Regions from separate parts of the Mus musculus genome. Here region 1 is linked to region 2. Evidence: chromatin contacts called from public Hi-C data. All regions are on one chromosome and are shown on one strand. Each heading gives the region's core, a stretch centred on a gene start, on an enhancer-like site or on the middle of the called end of the contact. The rest is flanking DNA. Distances are from core to core; before and after follow the strand shown. Region 1 has its middle 77 kb from the start of Gm40665. Region 2 has its middle 87 kb from the start of Larp4b.

Region 1 (3,019 bases), core at 148-2,647, 690 kb before region 2:
GTCATTTCAGAAAAGAAAAATAAACAAAATAGATTCTTTGGAAATGAAAAGCTTAGAGGTTTAGTTGAAGATGCAGTTGAGCATTTGTGACTGCATGCATTACATGGGCATTTCTCAAAATGGCTTGTCCTAGAGCAGGCATTCGGCATGCACTGAAGATCGTAATTTATCCCCTGCCTTAGAGTAGAACTACTCCATCCCGTAAGAATGAGACATTCAGAGATTTCAGGGTTATCCACTTTAATTGGGAGAGGAAAATAATTGAAGCTAAAGTATACCACATATGGAGACATTGAGAGAGCCTCTCGTTCCCTTCCCTCCCTCTCCTCCTCCTCTTTCTCTCCTTCTCTCTCCTCCCCCCTCTCCCTCCCTTTCCTTCTCCTCTCTCTGTCTGTCTCTCTGTTTGTCTCTCTGTCCGTCTCTCTCTTCTCTCTTCCTCTATCTCCCTCTTTGTGCCTCTGTCTCTGCAGTTTTCTGCCTCTCTGTGTCTTCCTCTTTTTCTCTAATCTTTCCACATCTTTCTGTGTCTCATGCTCACTTACATACACATACACACACACACATACACACACACATGCACACACACACACACATGCACACACACACATGCACATGCACACACACACACATGCACACACATACACACACACATGCACACACACAAACACATACACTGTCCTCCAGGCCTTGCCTATTTCCCTTGCTTTAGTCTTTCTTACCTACCCTTTACCCTATGGTCTTGCTGTTCTAATTCTCTATTGCTCTGAGCCCCTTTTGACCCTAAGCCTAGCCCAGCTCCCATTTTTAGTCACCTTTTAATATGTATTACTTCTAGACTCTTAGAGAAAGAAAACAAAGAATTAAGCATTGAACATGTGAAAGATTAATGAATGACCTAGAAGACTTGTCAACTCCCTTTGCTAATCTTCCCATACTGCAGTGGGCAGAGCTTACATGCAGCTGGTGAAAGGGGAACTTAACATGAGATCAGCTGAAAAGGCGACTGGTCATCCCTGCCCTGGGGAGAGAAAAAGGATTTCCAATCTAGAAGCAAAGGCTGGTGTACCCTAGGGTGATATGAAAGAGGAACCCAGGGTGAAACAGGGATGTCTGACTTCCCCAAGTGGAGATGAGTCAGAGATGGGGACACTGAGCTCAAGTGGTAACTTGTTTGGCATGCACAAAGCCCTGGGTTCAATGCCCAACGTTGTGTAAATCAGGTACAGTGTACGTGCCTGCAATCCCAGCACTAGGAGGTTGAAGCAGGAGGAACAGAGATTCAGGGTCATCTTTTGCTACATGCAGAATTCAAAGGCCAGCCTAGCATACATCAGATTCTGTCTCAAGATGTACAAAAATGAAAGAAAAAAAGAGAGAGAGAGAGAGAGAGAAGGGCATACATACCCACAGGAAGTTAGATGGTTTGTTCTTGGAGCTGAGTCCTGTGTCTCTTTCTGTCAGGTCTGGTCACATGTCCTCAGACACACCTGTCAGATCATGCAAACTCTCTGGATTCCCTCCCAATGTTCAAACTAACACTTCTAGCCCACTTCCTGGTGTCAAACAAGTCACGTTGAAGAGCAAAGTGATCAATTACGGCAATGAACATACCCAGCAGACCACTGGACGTTCCAAGCTTTAAATACCCAGAAAGGTATGTGTTTTGATACCTCAAAGGAATGTGAAGAACTCTTTTTGTTTTGCACTTATTTGGTATATGTGTGCAAACATGCCACAGCAGGCATGTGGAGATCAGAGGGCACTTCAGAGGAGTCCATTCTCTCTTCCCACCATGTCGGTTCCAGGGATCACTCAGGTCATTAGACTTGGTGGGCAGCATCTTTAGCCACTGAGCCATGCCCATGGCCAGAATGTAGAGAGCTGCCCAGGCTTGTCCGAAGACCAGCGATCTCAGTCTCAAAGGTCCCTTGCACCATAAATTGCTCACCCTCCTTACCTCAGCGGGCCTCACAGAGTCCCCAGGTAGCAGGAGCTGCTTCTGGTTTTGTGGTGGAATTCCTCACAGGACTATAGCCACCAAAAGACTTATCTTTTTAAAAATCGAGATCACCTTCTTCTCAACCTAAACTGAGCATTTTCTAATACTTCTCCTGAGAGAGAAGTCTGTATTTTTATTCAATGCAGGGTGAGGCAGATCTATCTGGTAACAGTTCCAGCTTATCCTAGGCTCAAGGGCAACTTTACTGCCTCTCTAAGAACTTAAGTCACACATACTGTTGTTTTCCTGCCTCTAAATGGTCAGCTTCTAAGGACTGAGGACTGCTTGCCTTAGTAGCAGTGCTTGCCTTGGAAGAGAGACCCAGCCCAAAGGCAGGCGTGGTGTGAGCCGAGGCAGAAGCATTCTCCCGGGCTTGCTAGCCTCAGTCTCGCCAATTTGGGGGACTCTAAGCCAATGAGAGACACTGTCTCAAACAAGGTAGACAGACTTCCTGAGGATGATAAGTGAGGTTGTACTCCAGCCTCATACATACATACACACACACACACACACACACACACACACACACACACACACACGTGTACATGCACCTACACATACATGCATAAAAATAAGTAGGGCTGTGGATAAATAAATTGCTCAATAGGTAGAGTCACATGCTACCAAGCCTGATGACTTGAGTTAGATCCCCAGAACCTGTATGGTGGAAAGAGAGGACTGATTCCCATTGGTTGCCCTCTGATTTCTACACACATGCTATAGCAAGTGCACACACGTGCAAACCAATGTGTACCCAGGCTGTAGTTTCACCAATAGCCTCTCCTGGGCTCTTTTCCTGGTGCAAAACTTCAACTTTTCTCTATGATACCTTCTGTCCTGGGGATCCCACTGCTCCTCTGACTGCAGCTGCACCAATGGCCTCTCCCAGTGCCAAGTCTCAGCTGCTCTCCATGACCCCGTCATACCTCCAAACCAATACCACCTGAGTGGAGAGGGCCTGGGGACCATATAAACATGGGCTTTCTCACTGTGCCCGTGGCAGGTCATTGGGTTCACTTA
Region 2 (3,244 bases), core at 356-2,855:
ACTGCATCGTCAGGACGCGGACCTTTAGAAATCAAGTCCTTTAAGTTTCTATATACACCAGAGATTTCAAACGTTTTCAGTGTTAGAAAAAAATTAAAAGAATAAAAACTGTTCTGGGCTGGTGCTGTAGGAGGGGTATAACTCAGTGGTATAACATGCTCGCCTAGCATTCATGAAGCCCTGGGTTGAGTCCCCAGGACCACACACAGCTTCCAAGTCTATAATTGCAGTACTCAGGATCTGGAAGCAGGGAGATTTGAAGTTCAAGGTCATGTTTAATTACATAGTGAGTTAGAAGCCAGTCTGGGATACATGAGACTTTGTCTTAAAACAAACAAAAAACAAACAAAAACAAAAAACAAAACACCCAACCAACCAACTAAATAAACAAAACCCAGCAACATTAAGAAAAAAAACGGGACCTGTTTTATACCAATGCATGTTGGAATCGCTGTATTTCAGCCTGCCAAATCAAATAAGGTCTTTTGACATTAATTTCACCAGCATTTTCTATGTTTTACTGGGATGAGCACACTTGTACACAGGGCTCGTGCTGTTTATATCACAGTACAGAGTTTAACCCTACTGAGCCTCATTACAAGCTTTGGCTGAACTTAACAAACAGCAACAAATGGGTCTTTGGCTACCTGACCTAGGCTGGGCAAATAGTCAAGGAGGCAGGAAGTGGGAGGCTGGGCCCTTTGCTCTCTCTCTGCCTGTTTATTGGAGTCCTGACCTGAGGTTAGGGAGAGGTCCTGAGGCACTGAGGCAGAGCTGACTCCGGAAATTTCCAAAGCACGAGGGAACAGTGTGAGCAGCATGTGATCACCACATATCTGACACGCAGGACATTTGCTTTGCTGTGCATCTGACAGTGAGCATAGATGCCACGCTGGGGGCTGTGTTGCAGACCACTCTGGCTGGGCGATCCCTTGTCATCAAGGTGGCCTCTGTCCCATGGGAGCGCTTCACTGAAAGAGTCCCTACCCTCACAGGCCCTTTAGGGACTCTGTGGTTGCCACTGGAGATGAACCTACCTCCTTGTGTGTCTAAGAGGAGTGAGACCCGGTTTCCCCGATTCTAAAAAACAATTTGTGGATGCTTTCGGTGGCGTTAACCCATTTTTTTCCTTGACCTCAGATGCACGAGCAGACACTGCAGGTATCAGGGGGCTCTCTGGACTTTAGAACCCCATGCTCCTTAACCATGACAATCCTCTATATATGGGAAACAATATTTTGTTTACTTAGTCTAGTCAAGAATACCATTAAATCTCTATTTCAACTTGACAGGACCTACAACCACCCAGGAGAGAGAGCTTTGGGTGCGTCTGTAAGGAAGTCTCTAGACTGCATTGACTGCACCGATTGTTATTGTCCTAAATGTGGGCAGTACTGTTCCTTGGGCTGGAATCCACGCTGCCTGGAAACGAGAGCATAAGCTAGGAACATGAGGGTTGATCTCCAGTTAAAGCTCAATGGCGATACAGTCCATGGTGGCGGGGAAGTCCCGGCCACAGGAGCAGGAAGCAGCGGTCATACCGGTAACAGTTAGGAAGCTGACGGAGAACAAGGAGGGAGGCTTAAACCTCCAGGCCTGCTCCTAGTTTAACCTACTTCCTCCAGTGAAGCTCCGCCTCCTAAAGGCTCCAAAACCACCACCCTCAGGGTACTGTTCAAAGAAATGACCCTAAAGGAGAATTTCATATTCTCACCACAACACCGTGAATACCTCACACACTAGGAGAAGATAGTAGATGGCTGATTACTCTGGGGATTCTAATAAAAAACAAGTAAACAACGCGATGAGTTTTAAGTTACGATAGTGCAGCTATAAACCAAACGGTGTGTGGCAGGGCGCAGGCTGCCAGCCTCTGTGAGGACCACGGCCATGTCGCGGGGTATTTGAACTAAGGTGTTGGACGATCAGAGGCTTTGCTATGGGGCAATGTGGTATGTTTGTGGAAGGGGACGCGGCAGTGTGGATGGAGAAGGGGTAAGCGTTTGGAGATGAAGTCAGAGGTGGGTGGGTGACAGCTCCCATCTCTGCTAGTCAGTTACTCTGTGAGTGCCCCAGGAGCTGAGGCAAGGGGAGGCCACAGCCTGCGGGGGGTGGGGGGGGATCCTTGGGCTGCTGGGAGGAGCAGGGAACTGAAGACCCTTTAAAGGCATGTAAGGCATGGATGTGCTGAACGTGGGTGAGTGGTCTCTGGAGGTCTAGAATCAGAGCTTGCCCAAGGCCAAGGAGTAACAGGCTCAGGATGCCTCAGATGTCTGAATGGTTAAGGATACAGGTGGAAATACTGCTTTTGTGGGGAGAGGGTGTGGGGCGGAGCAGGAGTGGAGGAGTGTAATACCTTAGATGTATTGCATCAAGTTTATGCTAAAATCACGTTGGCCTGTCAGTAAGTAGCTGAGCACCTGGCAGCTGGGGGACCAGCAAGACGCGGGGGGGGGGGGGGGGACACGACCCTGGAGCACCTTCCAACACCAGTTCTGGGCATACTGATGGCTATTAGGGTTTTTATTGCTGCAACAAAAGGCAAGTTGGAGAAGGAAAGAACTGACTTGGCTTACACTTCCATACTGCTGTTCCACCATCGAGGGAAATCAGATCAGAACCCCGGGGGGGGGGGGCGGGGCGGGCAGAGCTGATGCAGAGGCCATGGAGGGGTGCTGCTCACTAGGTTTCTTCCCCTGAATCACTCAGCCTGCTTCCTTATGGAAAGAACCCAGGACCATCGGGCCAGCGATTGCACCGCTCACAATGGCTGGGCCCTCTCCAACAGATCACTAATTTTAAAAAATGCCTTAAAGCTAGATCTTAGGGAGGCATTTTCTCAATTGAGGTACCCTCCTTTCGGTTAACTTTAGTTTGTATGTCAAGTTGACATGAGACTAGCCAGCCCAGTTGTCCTTCTTTCTTAATGGTCCTGATTGTGATCAAAGCCCTGGGTGGCCCTAAGTGGTCCAAGAGTCCATTTTCTGACCAATGAGATGTGCAGTTTGGGCGGCAGTTCTTAGTTTAAAAACCATGCATCAAGCTATTCTCCCTCTAGGTTTTGGAATGTATACTCATGCTGCTGCAGCATCTTTGAGACGCTGACCTGCAGGTGGCAGGGCAGGGACATGGGGAGGGTCTCTGAGGACACCACTGGCCTCTACTGTCTGCAGGGAGAAGACACAATGGACTGCTGACCACCCAGGTTTTTCAGGTTGGGGCATTGATGGACATGGGATTATAA

What was found. Hi-C and Micro-C count contacts between places; a contact is called where the count stands out from the background.
Region 1: a Hi-C map of neutrophils shows a contact between it and region 2, with 4 times the contacts expected there. The contact joins two enhancer-like sites. A contact is called at or near these places in 1 of 15 datasets of contacts at CTCF or cohesin (large pre-B cells), 2 of 484 Hi-C or Micro-C datasets (embryonic stem cells and neutrophils) and 1 of 115 datasets of contacts at active chromatin or transcription factors (bone marrow-derived macrophages).

The regions. Positions count from the first base shown.
Region 1 is chr13:9,871,654-9,874,672 of GRCm38.p6, reverse strand. No RefSeq gene overlaps it. Among named protein-coding and RNA genes, the nearest start is that of Gm40665, 77 kb to the right of the region's middle. Within about 2 kb of position 1,397, at least 52 of the 459 cell types and tissues checked have an H3K27ac peak or open chromatin away from gene starts, as enhancers often do. A contact at or near this core is called in bone marrow-derived macrophages and neutrophils, where this site is marked.
Region 2 is chr13:9,178,797-9,182,040 of GRCm38.p6, reverse strand. No RefSeq gene overlaps it. Among named protein-coding and RNA genes, the nearest start is that of Larp4b, 87 kb to the right of the region's middle. Within about 2 kb of position 1,605, at least 84 of the 459 cell types and tissues checked have an H3K27ac peak or open chromatin away from gene starts, as enhancers often do. A contact at or near this core is called in bone marrow-derived macrophages and neutrophils, where this site is marked.